Regions from separate parts of the Sus scrofa genome. Here all the other regions are linked to region 1. Evidence: chromatin contacts called from public Hi-C and HiChIP or PLAC-seq data. All regions are on one chromosome and are shown on one strand. The core of a region is the stretch at or near the end of the contact, and the rest is flanking DNA. Distances in the headings are between cores, read along the strand shown. Region 1 holds the start of PIK3R2 (phosphatidylinositol 3-kinase regulatory subunit beta). Region 2 holds the start of MAST3 (microtubule-associated serine/threonine-protein kinase 3). Region 3 holds the start of RAB3A (RAB3A, member RAS oncogene family).

Evidence for each region. Hi-C and Micro-C count contacts between places; a contact is called where the count stands out from the background. HiChIP or PLAC-seq counts read pairs in DNA pulled down with a chosen protein or histone mark.
Region 2: a contact with region 1 is called in an H3K27ac HiChIP or PLAC-seq map of alveolar macrophages. The contact joins the promoter of MAST3 here to the promoter of PIK3R2 in region 1. A contact is called at or near these places in 17 of 47 Hi-C or Micro-C datasets (alveolar macrophages, blood, brain and 8 more) and 2 of 2 datasets of contacts at active chromatin or transcription factors (alveolar macrophages and skeletal muscle).
Region 3: a Hi-C map of skeletal muscle shows a contact between it and region 1, with 3 times the contacts expected there. The contact joins the promoter of RAB3A here to the promoter of PIK3R2 in region 1. A contact is called at or near these places in 4 of 47 Hi-C or Micro-C datasets (embryonic fibroblasts, heart right ventricle, liver and 1 more) and 1 of 2 datasets of contacts at active chromatin or transcription factors (alveolar macrophages).

What each region holds. Positions count from the first base shown.
Region 1 is chr2:59,649,693-59,653,900 of Sscrofa11.1, reverse strand. It overlaps PIK3R2 (phosphatidylinositol 3-kinase regulatory subunit beta), which reads left to right and starts at 1,826. Exons shown (of 16, transcript XM_021083506.1): 1 at 1,826-1,963; 2 at 3,712-4,208. The coding sequence starts at 4,137. It overlaps MAST3 (microtubule-associated serine/threonine-protein kinase 3), which reads left to right. Exons shown (of 28, transcript XM_021083495.1): 28 at 1-1,001.
Region 2 is chr2:59,697,583-59,701,790 of Sscrofa11.1, reverse strand. MAST3 (microtubule-associated serine/threonine-protein kinase 3) reads left to right here and starts at 2,423. Exons shown (of 28, transcript XM_021083495.1): 1 at 2,423-2,509. The coding sequence starts at 2,471.
Region 3 is chr2:59,602,010-59,606,217 of Sscrofa11.1, reverse strand. It overlaps RAB3A (RAB3A, member RAS oncogene family), which reads right to left and starts at 1,829. Exons shown (of 4, transcript NM_001123179.1): 1 at 1,602-1,829. The coding sequence starts at 1,829.

The sequences.
Region 1 (4,208 bases), core at 577-3,076:
AAAGGGCACTTCAGGGTAGCATAAGGATGTCCACCCTGAACAAGATTTTTTTGTGTTTGATGCCCACCGGGGTGAACCCTTGACCATGATGTGTCTGAAACCCCTCCCCCCGCTAGGGGGTGCCCTCCATGTGTCAGAGCCTCCCCGGGATGAAATTTGAGTGAGAAAGTCCAACCAGGGGTCAGTGAGGCCAAAGTTTGAATCTTGGCTTCACATTTGGCTCTGGGAAAATGGCTTCCCAGCTCTGTGCCTCGGTTTCCTTGTGTTTACAAAGCTAATCCCAATGACTATTTATTAAGCACCTACTGTATGCCAAGCGCTTTTACTCGTGGCTTCTCCCTCAGCCAGCCTTAAGAAGGCTAGAAGTGGTGTTCTCATCCTCATTTTACAGACAAATAACTAAGGTCTGGGGAGAGGCAGAGATTTGTCCCATGATTGCCTGGTGAGAGTCATGCAGCCAGGCTCTGTCTCTCTGGAGCTTGGATCTAATGTCAGAGCAGATTCCAGCTCTCTCCCCTGTGATGCTAAGTGACCCACTGGGCACCTCAGAGCCTCCCTTTCTCCCATTTGTGGGTTGTTAGCAAGATCTCTGTGTCCTACGTGGTGAGGGCACTTTCCAGGCACTGCAGCCCAGTCTGCATTCCTTCTGGAGACACCCATGCAGCACCACCTAGTGTTGGAGCTAGACCAAGGCTGTGCATGACTTGCTCCCGCCTTCCACCCCGGAGCTGACAGTGAATAAAAGCCCACATTTACAAAAAGGAGGTCCAATGTCTGGATTTGTGAGGGGCCAAGAAAAGGGTAAGGGAAGAGTGGGGTGGAGGCGGGATGAAAACAGACCCGTGGCTCAAAGTCACTTGAAGTGGGTTTTGAAGGCTGCTGGGAGTTCATCATTGAGCTGCCCTCTCCGTGTACCCATCAGAGTACCCATCAGAGGCTCTGTCCTTCAGGGCTTCGTCTGGGGCCCCGAAGCTGTGGCAATAAATAAACCATCTGTGTCCTTTTTATATTAGTCTTTGCTTGGGCTGTCCCCTACAATTCTCCTCACCCCCTTCGGAACCCAGACCAGCCCGAGTGCCTTCGGTTACCTCCGAAGTAACCCGTAGGGTCGGAAACCCTTGGCCACGCCTCCCGATTCCGAGTGTCTTGGCTATTTCCGGAAACAGCCTGGGCATCTGGGCAGGCACTGGGTTAGTTATCCCTACCGGCGAGTTGATTCAGCTGTTCCCGGATCCTCTGGGCTACCGTGAAGACCTCAGATTTCAACCCCGGCTTCTTCTGGGCCATCAGCTTGTTTCCTGAAAAGCTCAGGTTTCTGTGGCTAGCCCCTTCCCCCATCTCCGCCACCTCCAGTTTCTTGAATTTGGGGCCACCTCACCCGCCCTTTGGAGATGTCCATGCTTCGACAGTTTCAGGAAGGTGCCTTTGGATCTAAGTTCCTAGGGCCTCATTTGGGACCGAACACACTTGGTTCTTGACAAACTTTCCGAAGTCTCCAGGCCCATCCCCTGTTCGGCTAGTCCAGCTAGAGCGCGCTCGGGCCATTTCCGGAATCGCTCGGTCTTCTCTGAGAGCAGCCGAGCCTAGCCAACCCGAGCTCGGGTCGCTCACCTGACCCGATTGTGCTCGGTTATTTCCGGAAGTGATCGGTTATCCCGGGGCAAACACCCCCGTACCCTCCAGTCCCGCGGGAGTACGTTCGGCTCTTTCCGGAAGCACTCGGGTGTCCCCAGCCTCCGCCTCCGCTTCGTTTCACCCGCCTTACCCGAATACACTCGGCTGTTTCCGCCGGAGGCGGGCCCGACCGATCGGAACCGCGGCGGCGGCGGCGGCGGCGGCGGCGGCGGCGGCGGCGGCGGCGGGGATCCCGCGGCTGCGGCGACGGCGGCCGCGGTGTAGCCACGGATCGGGCTCGGCTCGGCGTGACGGCTGCCGCGGCGGCGGCGGAGGCGGCCGCGACCAGGTAAGTCCAGGCTGGTCCGCGTGGCAGGCCGGGCAAAGGGTGCGCTTAAATGCAGGGCGCCCAAGCAGAGCGTGGGGCCACGGTTGAAGCCAGAACGCAAGCCGGGCTGCATCGGGCCCCGCGGGAACAGGGGGCCGCAGGGAGCGGGAGGCCTCAGGCTCGATCTGGCTGCGGTGCATCATCCGAGACAAGACGATGGGGGCAGTACGGGAGACCCTAGGCAGAGATAAAGGGTTGGAGCCGCGGCCCTGAATTGAGAGAGGCCCTGCCAGGAGTAGGGCGTCGAGTAGTAATGAGGGGCGCCCAGGCATTGTGTGGGGCATAGTAGGGTGCAAGACAGTAGAGGGTCGACTCCACTTCCGGCCCCTGGACTGGTCTGCGGGGTCCACGCAGGCTCAAAAGTGCGTCTTCACACGCATGAGCACGCAGGCCCTGTGTCCAGCCTCCAAGCCCCCAGCCAGGACTGTCCCCTCCACCCCGCCTCTTGGATTCGAGGTTCGAGGAGCGCTGGTTCCCAGGCGTGCTCACCGGGGCATGTGCAAACGTGTGCACGCCAGGGCGCGGAGGCGGGCAGACAAACGGATTCAGGAGGTTTCTTGGACGTCCCTCTCGCTGGGCCTCAGTTTCCCCACCTGTACAGTGGGGGCACAGGGGCCAGGGAACAGGTAAGTTGGAATGTAGAGCTTTTGCTCCGTGCTCAGATACCTCTTGCCGCTCCGCGTGATCGAAGAATAAAGCCTGACTCTCTGTCTGGCACTCGAGGCCTTGCGTGTTCTGAGGCTTCCTTAAGGCACCCTGAACTCTTGGCAAGCATTTCTTGCAGTCAAGCCTTTGCATGTACTGTTCCCTCTGGCTAATACCCCCTCCTGTCCTCTGTGAGGACCCGCCCTCCAGAAAACACCACCCCTCCCCACCACCATCCCCAACCTCTCAGGAGAACTCAACCTGCAGGGCTGAGATTGGATGTCTGTGCTGGGCTGTGTCTGCCTGAGACTGAGGGCTCTTGGGAGGTGATCATTGCCCTTCCAGCAGCCTCCCCCTTGGCAGCAGCCATGCCCCACCCCCATGTACCCCTTGCTGGCTCCATGGGGACAAGGTCCTCTGGGCCTCCTACCCATCCTCTCATGTGTTGAGTACCTCCTGTGGCCCCCAAACTGAGCCATGTCAGGACTCCTGTCCCCTTCTCTCCTGCAGATCCATTTGTTTGGACTCACCTCTAGGCCTTTGCCTGTGCGGGGCCTCTGCCTTGGACCTCTCCTACCCTCTTTCGCCCCTGCTGCCTCTTTCTGTGTCCAGCTGGCCCAACCTCTTAGAGCTCCCACAGCGCCATGAGCATCCTCCCCCTCACACCCTCCCCGCTCTGGGTATAACTGTTTGGCCACGTGGGTCTTGTGAGGTTGGGCGGATCTGAGTTGAGTCCTGGCTTCCTGGTCCATTGGCTGGTCCAACCAAGGCCTCCCTGCTCTGAGCCTCAGTTTCCCCATCTCTAACAAGGGCAAGGAAGAGCTTTTTTACTGAGCATACAGTGTGCCAGGGCAGATTCTTGGGAGCTCTGCTCCCAACCCCGAGGGAGGGCTATTATTGCAACCATTTTACAGCAGGGTAAACTGAGGCCCAGAGAGGGGCAGGGACTGGCCCAAGGTTAGCCGGTAAGTCAGAGAATTCTAAATTGGGATTTGGGCCCATCTCTGAGTTGAGGGCGGCAGGGCTGCAAACTGGCTGACACTGCCCTGCCCCTCTATCCCTAGGTCGGCATCCCAAGCCCAGCATGGTGACAGCCTGTGCCCTCGGCCCCCTCGCCTGGCGCAGCTGGAAGAGCCGCCAGCCTCGGGAGCCAATGGCCCCCTACGTGAGGGAGTGAGCGGCCTGGCGCAGCCCTACGGATTGAGGGGGGACGCAGCGGCTGAGTGACCTGAGATCACGCTGCCGACCCCCTCCCACCAGTTGACGAATGGTGGACGGAGCAACGAGTGACCCTTGTCAGGGTCGTAGAATAATGGTGGGAAGCAAGGCGTGAGCATCCCTGGTGGTCACCTGTAACTTCTTGGTGGGAGTAGAAGTCTGAGTCCCCAAGCCCATCCAGTGGACCCTCCCAGCGCCCCCCCCACCGGCTGATGGGGCCACTGGGGCCCCGAGCAGCCACCTGACCATCCAGACCCCACCCTGCCCAGCCATGGCTGGCGCCGAGGGCTTCCAGTACCGCGCGCTGTACCCATTTCACCGGGAGCGGCCGGAGGACCTGGAG
Region 2 (4,208 bases), core at 1,174-3,673, 47 kb before region 1:
CTATATACTGCTGGTGCAGCCCTAGAAAAGGCAAAAAGACAAACAAAACAAAACAAAAAAACTCAGAAATTCCACTGCTAGGTATATACCCAAGAGAACTGGAAGTATATATCCACACAAAAACTTGCACATGAATGTTCGCAGAAGCACTATTCGCAACAGCCAAAAAGTGGAAAACTCAAATGTCTGTTAATGGATCACAAAACAGACAATAGACAAAACATGTCTATCCAGGCATTGAAATACTATTTAGCCATAAAAAAAAATGAAGTAGCGGCATTTGCTGCAATGTAAACAAATCTTGAAAACATCATGATGAGTGAAAAAAGCCAGACACAAAAGGCCACAGGTTTGCATGAGTCCATTTATGTGAAATGTCCAGCACTGGCGAATTCATAGAGAGAGAAATCAGATTGCTGGTTACCAGGGACTAGGGGAGGGACAGAATGGAGGAGTGGCTGCTCACCAGTATAGGGTTCTTTGTTTGTTTTGTTTTGCTTTGTTTTTGTTTTTTTAGGGCCACACCTGTAGCATATGGACATTCCCTGGCTAAGGGTCGAACTGGAGCTGCAGCTGCTGGCCTACACCACAGCCACAGCAATGCCAGATCTTTAACCCACTGAGCAAGGCTAGGGATCGAACCCACATTCTCATAGATACTAGTAGGGTTAGTTAACTGCTCAGCCACGAAAGCAAGTCACAGTATAGGTTTTCTTTAGGGGCTGATGAAAGTGTTCTAAATTTAGATGATTGCACAAGAGGGCTGTGAACATTAAAAACCACAGAACTGTGTACTTTAAAAAGGTGATTTTTTTTTTTTGGTCTCTTAGGGCCACAACCATGGCATAAGGAGGTTCCCAGGCTAGGGGTCTAACCAGAGCTGTAGCTGCCGGCCTACACCACAGCCAGAGCAACACCAGATCCTTAATCCACTGACCAAGGCCAGGGATCGAACCTACAACCTCATGGTTCCTAGTCGGTTTTGTTTCCACTGCGCCTCCCGAAACTCCCTAAAATGGTGAATTTTATGGTAGGTGAATTACAAGTCAATTTCATGGATGAGATAAACAAGTTTTGTCTTGAAGTCTTGATTTTGATGTCCTCAATCTGGCCACTATAACTTGGTGGGATCCTACAGTACCTCACAGGTCATTAGCCAGAGACCCTACCTAGGGTTCCCTCCAATGTAAGAACATTCTCTAATGTCTGGTCAGAACAGGGCGGTAAAGGAGGAAAATTGCAGCTGCAGAGACAGTGGGGCCCTAGTGAAAGAGAGAATGTGAGTGCCATCCTGGGACTTTGGACTTTTCCCAGCCTCCCTTTCCCTTCTGCCAAGTCAGACTGAACAATGATGGTCAAATACCTGTGAGAGGTCTTCATGAGGCACTTGGCTGGGTGCTCAGCTGGCACTCAGCAAAAGCAGTTATCCTCAAAACAAACAAACAAACAAACAAACAAACAAACAAACAAACAAAAAAAACCTAACAACTACAGTGGCAATCTATTCTTGTTAATAAAGATTTATTGGAACAAGGACCAGGATAGGGATGAGACAAGGGAGGCAAAGACATGCAAGGGCAGAGTCTGATCCTCTCATTTAATTAACTTGTTTATTTGGCCGTCGGGCTTATGGACTTCCCCAGGACAGGGATCAGATCCCAGCTGCAATAGCGACCTACCCAGATTAGGCAAGGATCCTATAACCCACTGTGCAGGGCGGGGATTGAACACGTGTCCTGGCATTACAGAGACATTCCTGATCTGGTTGCACCACAGCTAATCCGGTCGCGCCACAGCGGAACTCTTGATCCTGTCTTTACTTAAAATGTTGATGTTTAGCTCATTATGCATTTTTGCATTAGTTTTGATTCTTTAAAATGTTGTATTAAAATACTATATATCTTTTTTTTTTTTTTTTTTGGCCGCCCCTGGGGCATGTGGAAGTTCCTGGGGCCAAGGATAGAACCGTTGCCAAAGTTTGAGCGACCCATGCTGCTGCAGTGACAACGCCAGATCCTTAACCCGCTCCGCCACAAGAGAACTCCAAAATATTATATATCTTGATTACCGATTTATTTGCGGGCCCTTAAATATTGCATGGAGGTGAGTGCCCCACACTCTTCACCCTTGTTGCGGGCCCAGGGCACATGGATTAACTTCTCTGAACCTCAGTTTCCTCATTGGCAAAAGAGTTTTTTTTTTTTTAAATCAGGTGTTTACCTGGTAAAAAGATTTCTAAAATCTGGGAAGATTCATTGAAAAATGTTTACTTCTGGGCTGGAGGGGTGGGGAGGGGCCTGGAAGGGCGGGGCAGGCTCGCCCAAAGTGGGCGGACCTTTCGAGAAAAGCTCTCAAGGAGGGGCGGGGTCACAGCTCGTCAGCTGACCGGCTTGACCAATGGCGCGGGGTGGCGGGGCCTGGCAGGCTGAGGCGGGGCCGGGCGCCGGCCAGCAGTGCGGACTAGCGGGCCATGGACGAGCCAAGTCTCCTGCGACGCCGTGGGCTCCAGGTGAGGCACCAGCGCGGGCGGGAGGAGGGCGCTGGCGGAGTGAACCCAGCCTTCGTGTCGGGGTGGGGGCTTTGGCTGGCCAGGGGCAACTGAGGCAGAGGGCGGGAAGCGCTCTGGAGGCTCCCGCTCGCATCTCAAAGTGCTTTTCGTATGATGGGAAGAGGGTATGCCTATTTGACATACGGAGAAAGTGAGGCTCCGTTGGAGAAAGGGGCTGAGGGTTTCGCTCTCTCCACCAGCAGCATTTGAGCGCTCACCATATATTCATTGTTGTATTAATCATTTTACTAGTGATATATTAAGACTAATTAATGTTTATTAAAACTTGCCTCCTGCCTTCGCAGCGCCACCGCACCCTGCCTCAGCTCAACCCTTAACACAAGCTGGGGAGATTGGGGCTATCCAGACACCCATTCGTCAGTTAAGGAAACAGGCTCAAGTCTAGGAAAGTCACAAACCTTAGGTGGCCCAGCAGGGATTCAGTCCAGCGCCCTTAATCAGCTCTCTGGCGCACAAACCATTGCCAAGTGGCTGTGTGGCTTGGGAAGGGAGCGGCGTTGGCGGGAGGCCCTCTTGCTTCCTTGAACCTCAGTTTCCCCATTCACTATAAGGGCCTTTTCTGACCTGTAACCTCGGGTTTATGTTTGGGAGGCAGTGCCACCAGGAGATAAGAACATAGGCGTTAGGGCTAGCAGAGGCTGATATTCGAACCCACGTGACCGCGGGCGGCAACTTCTTTGACTTCACTGGGCCTCAGTTTTCCCATCTGTGCAATGGGAAGTTAGACATTCTAGCCATTTCCTTCTGAGGTTTAGACGACACTTAAGAAGCCACCATTTGCAAGCAGAGGGCATCCGGGATTCAACATTTACCCGACAAACATTTATTAAGTGCCTGCTGTATGCCCCCTCCCCTCACTCTGGAGAGGCAGGGCAGGGGAGGAGGGGTTCACCCTCTGGAACTCCCTTCCTGGATCCCCCAGCCTGTTGGGGGAGATGGTCCCCTGAGCAGCAGTGGCACTGTAGAGGATCTGCTGTGATGGGCACACTCAGGCACCCCTGGAGAAGGCACATGAACCAAGGGTTGCTGGGTAGCATTGGGACAGAAGAGGCAGCCACTGGTGGCAGGGCAGGGGATAGGTGTTTGGGGAAATGAAAGAGGCTGAAAAAAGCTAGAACCTAGTAAGGACAGGGGTGAAGCTGATGCGGGAGGGGAAAGGTGGCTTTTGAACCCGGGTTGTAGGACTGCAAACTTCTCCAGAGGTAAAGGGCAGCTGCATGTGTTTGGGTTCAAGGTCAGGGAGAATGAAGGTAGAGCTCCAAGGAAGAGACACACACACACACACACACACACACACACACACACACACACACACCACCAACCAGGACATTCGGCGCAGAAAGGGAGGGCTGGGTGTCAGAGACAGCAGTGGGGGCCTGAGCCTAGAGGAGGAGGTGCAGCAGGACTGGTGAGCAGTCGGGTGTTGTGGGGAAACAGGCCCCGCCTGGAGCCCCAGATAGACTTGAGCCCCGCCTGCAGCCTCTTAAAATAGAGAAACTGCCTTCGGGTAGGCGAATGGGGGTGCAGCTGACGTCAGAAAGTGGGGGCCGTTCCATGGCGAAGAGGCACCCATTCCTTAATGATGAGTCCCATGTTACAAAAGGGGAAACTGAGGCTCAGAATCATAGCCACTGTCTAC
Region 3 (4,208 bases), core at 580-3,079, 48 kb after region 1:
CATGAGGTTGCAGGTTCGATCCCTGGCCTTGCTTAGTGGGTTAAGGATCTGGCATTGCCGTGAGCTGTGGTGTAGGTTGCAGACGCGGCTCGGATCCCGCGTTGCTGTGGCTCTGGTGTAGGCCGGCAGCTACAGCTCCGATTGGACCCCTAGCCTGGGAACCTCCATATGCCGCAGGAGCGGCCCTAGAAATGGCAAAAAGACAAAAAGACCAAAAAAAAAAGCACCAGAGAGTTCTCTTGTGGCACAAATGGTTAAGGATCTAGCGTTGTCACTGCAGTGGTTTGGGCTGCCACTGTGGCATGGGTTCAACCCCTGGCCTGGGAACTTCCACATGCCCCTGGGTGTGGGCAAAAAACAAAAACCAATAGCATCGGGATTGAGATGGCAGAGGAGTAAGACAAGGTACTCATCTTCTCCAATGAACACATCAAAAAAAACAAAACAAAAACAAAAACCCATCTACATGTAGAAAGATTCGTACAAGACATCTACTGAATGCTGACAGAAGATCTTAAACCTCCAAAAAGGGCAAGAAACCCACCACATAACTGGGTAGAACAAAAGAGGAAAAAGAGAGAGAGAGACAAAAACAAAACAAAAAACCAAAATAGACCAAAATCAGGAGTTCCTGTCATGGTGCAGCGAAAACAAATCCACCTAGTATCCAAGAGGATGTGGGTTTGATCCCTGGCCAAGCTCAGTGAGTTGGGGATGTGTTGCCATGAGCTGTGGTGTAGGTTGCAGATATGGCTTGGATCTGGCATTGCTGTGGCTGTGGTGTAGGCAGGCAGCTGCAGCTCTGATTAGACCCCTAGCCTGGGACCCTCCATATGCTGAGGGTGTGGCCCTAAAAAGACAAAAAAAAAAAAACAAAAAACAAAAAACTTGAAGGATGAGGGAGGGAGCCCTGCAGAGATAAGAAGAAAGGTAATCCAGGCAGAAGGCACAGCCCAGGGAAAGGCCCAGATGTGGACTATGTCTGGTATATTTGAGGAACAGTGAGACAGTGAAGAGGCTGAGGTAGAGATGGAGGGATACAAATGAGATTGGGTATCAACAAGGATAGACCACACAGGATCTTAGCCAGGGGGAGAAGGCACAGGTTTAACCCAGATGAGGTGGGAGCCTTGGCAGAACTGTGAACAGAGAAGGGATGGTTCTGACTTTGGATTTAGCAGGCTCCCTCATGTCTCAGAGGCACTGAGGGAGGTGGCTAGAGGAGCCTGTTCCTGTCTCGGAGAATGAGGTGGGGGGGGGGGTCAAGATTTCTCTGAAACCTCATACAGAGCCACATGGAGGAAGCTGAAGATGGGGAGAGAAGCTGAGGCACCAAGCAAATGATGTGTCCAATGATGTCAGAGGTAGGAGAGGACCTACCTGGCATTTGCTACTTCCCCACCCTTGGAGAGCACCGATGACACACTGAAAGAACCGAGATACCCTCTTCTGTGCCTCTATCCTGTGGTACACAGTAAGGGCCTGAAAAAATGCTCAGTGTGTAATGAATGAATCTAGACAGGAAAGCAATAGGGAAAGCTGGGCTGCTCTTTGGGACAGAGAGGGAGTGATGGAGACAGAATTCCCCCAGCTGGACCCACCCAGATCTGCAGCTTGATCCTCTTATCATTCCGGTAGATGGTCTTGACCTTGAAGTCGATTCCTACAGTGCTGACAAAGGCAGGCGTGAAGGAGTCGTCTGCATAGCGGAAGAGGAAGGATGTCTTGCCCACACTGCTGTTTCCAATGATGAGGATCTTAAACATGTAGTCAAAGTTCTGGTCCGAGGACTCCTTCTGCCCATAGCGCGAGTCTGTGGCAGATGCCATCTGGGGGTACGGGGCATAGGCGAGCGTGAGAGGGTCGCCCTCCAACTCCAAACGCCCAAGCCCAGACTCAGGATGGAAGAACTCCAGAGCTCCCAGAGTGAGACAGAGATTACCTTTATCCCGTCAGGAGCCCCAGTACTAATGGTGGGGCCCACAGCAGAGGGCGGGCCTTGACCTTGAAAGGCCCAAGGTTTCAGGGGAGGACTTTCAGACCGAAAGGGATGGAGACATCGCTGCAGGCCGGAGCCCCTGGTCCGACAGCAACCTAAGCCCTACAGCTGTGCCTAGGGGAGTGACTGCGGCCGGCCCCGCCCCCTATCAATCATTCACGTTCCTCAGAACTGAGCGGCGCTAGCGCACGTGCACACGCGTGTACGGTACCCGCGGGGACGCGTATCTGCAGTCCTCCCAGATTCCCAGGCTGGGAGAGCTCGGGCTGAAGCAGCTACCCCACGTGATAGGAGCAGGGCGTGCTCACGCTCACGTGCACACAGCAGGGCACACACCAGGGCACATTCGTGCATATCTGAGCATCGAACACACTCGGCGCACAGGACAGAGGCAGACACCTGTCTGCACACCGACATGCATATACCAATGAGCAAATCCACCCGTGCGCACTGTGTCCTCCACCTATGCAGCCGAGTACACGTCACCCACATGGGCACGCATCTCTGTACATGTATGCACTTTGCTGTGCACGCACACGCATAGTCCACGCGTCCCCCTCCACACGCGTGCAACATGCACAAACTTGAGTAGGGAAACCCGGGGGGGTCACAAGAGCATACCCTGGGACCCAAGCAAGGGTACACACAAATCGGCCGGTACAGGCGGGCGCGCACACGCGTGTGCACACCACGCGCACGCGCACGCATGGAGCCTCCCGCGCGCACAGCTTCCCGCAAGGCACCCGTCTCGTCTCCCCTCCCCCTCCGCCGCAGAACCGGGGTGGAGAGGTGGGGGTGGGGAGGAGGATCCAGCAGGTAAGGGGAACCTACCCCTCCCCAGGCTCGCGACCGCCGCATCCTTCCCCTCATTTAACACCTGCCAACCTCGTCTCTCACCCCAGCCAGCCCATCAGTCAAATGAAGGTTATGTAGGTACTCCGAGCGGGAGTGCACAGGGACACTCGGGAGCTCACCTTGCCCTGCAGTGATGTGGTGGTGACCCTAGCGGTGGCGACGGGGCCCCCAGTGCGTTGATGTGGGGCTGCGCGGCAGCGGAGGCGGCGGCAGCGGCTCAGGCCCCTGCAGTCCTTGGTGACGTCCTGCAAAGAGCAGGGCGGGGCCTCACATGCAGATACGGCCGTGACGCCATCCTGGGGCGGAGCCACGCATTGAGATAGGGTCCACTGTCACACGCAGAGCGGGGAGGGGCGAGGCTCCCCACGCAGATTGACGCGAGAATGGGGCGGGGCCCAGCGAGCGCATCCAGTAGCTAGCGAAAGCAGTGCCGGAGGGGAGGAATCGCCTGCTGGGGCCACCTCTCTCCAGTGTTAGGGAGGCGGGGTTTCACGGCGCCTTATGATTGGCTTAAGTGTTCAAGCGATTTGCTAAATAGCCAATAAAAGATTGTCACGGCCCTCCTCTCGTCCAGCGTTGGTTCCCGAGTGGTTGAAGGGCGGAGAGGTTGAGGCTTTGGCGGAGCCTTGGTCTTCTGGGGGCGTTCCCCTTCCCCACCCCCGCGCACCCCAGGTCCGGGATCAGGGGGTCCCCGCCCAGTCCTGAGTGCCGTGACCTCTCGTTAAACACCCCAGTTTCAGAAAAAAGGAACCGAGAAGATGCTCCATGTCTCCTATTTCAAAATAAGTGCAAAAGAAGAAAAAACAGAAATAGGGGTAAAGATAGACCCTGTCTAATTTCTGAGATGTTAGATCCCCAAAGGGAGCCGGGCTGGTGGATGCTCCACCCTGTTAATGAGATGGAGAAAGAAGCAATTGGGACCAAGAGAGCCACCCTTCCCCAATTCCCAGAAGGAAGGAAAGAGCTGATGGACGCTCCGGGAACCCCTCTCGTTCCTGTGCCCCATTTTCCAGAGAAAAATTCGAAGAAATGGCGGAAGCAGGGCGGAGAGACGGCCTGTCCCCCAAACTCGCAAAGCCTGCAGTAAAAGGCATGGGAAACAGGGAGGATACGAACAAGGTTTAAAAACCAACAATAACGATGCAGGGTCGGAGATGCTTTACCCCTCCCTGGTTCCTGAGTTAAGAGACGGAGACTCAAGAATCCTCCCTCCTCCTTCCTGGCAAAAGGAGACTCAGAGATGGAGTTTGGGGTCAAAGATGTTCCACCGTTTTTCCGCCAAATCTTGTGAAAAAGTCAGAATGAGGAGGGGGGCGGTGGAAGAAGGAGACCTTGGCCCCCACTGCCGATCGCT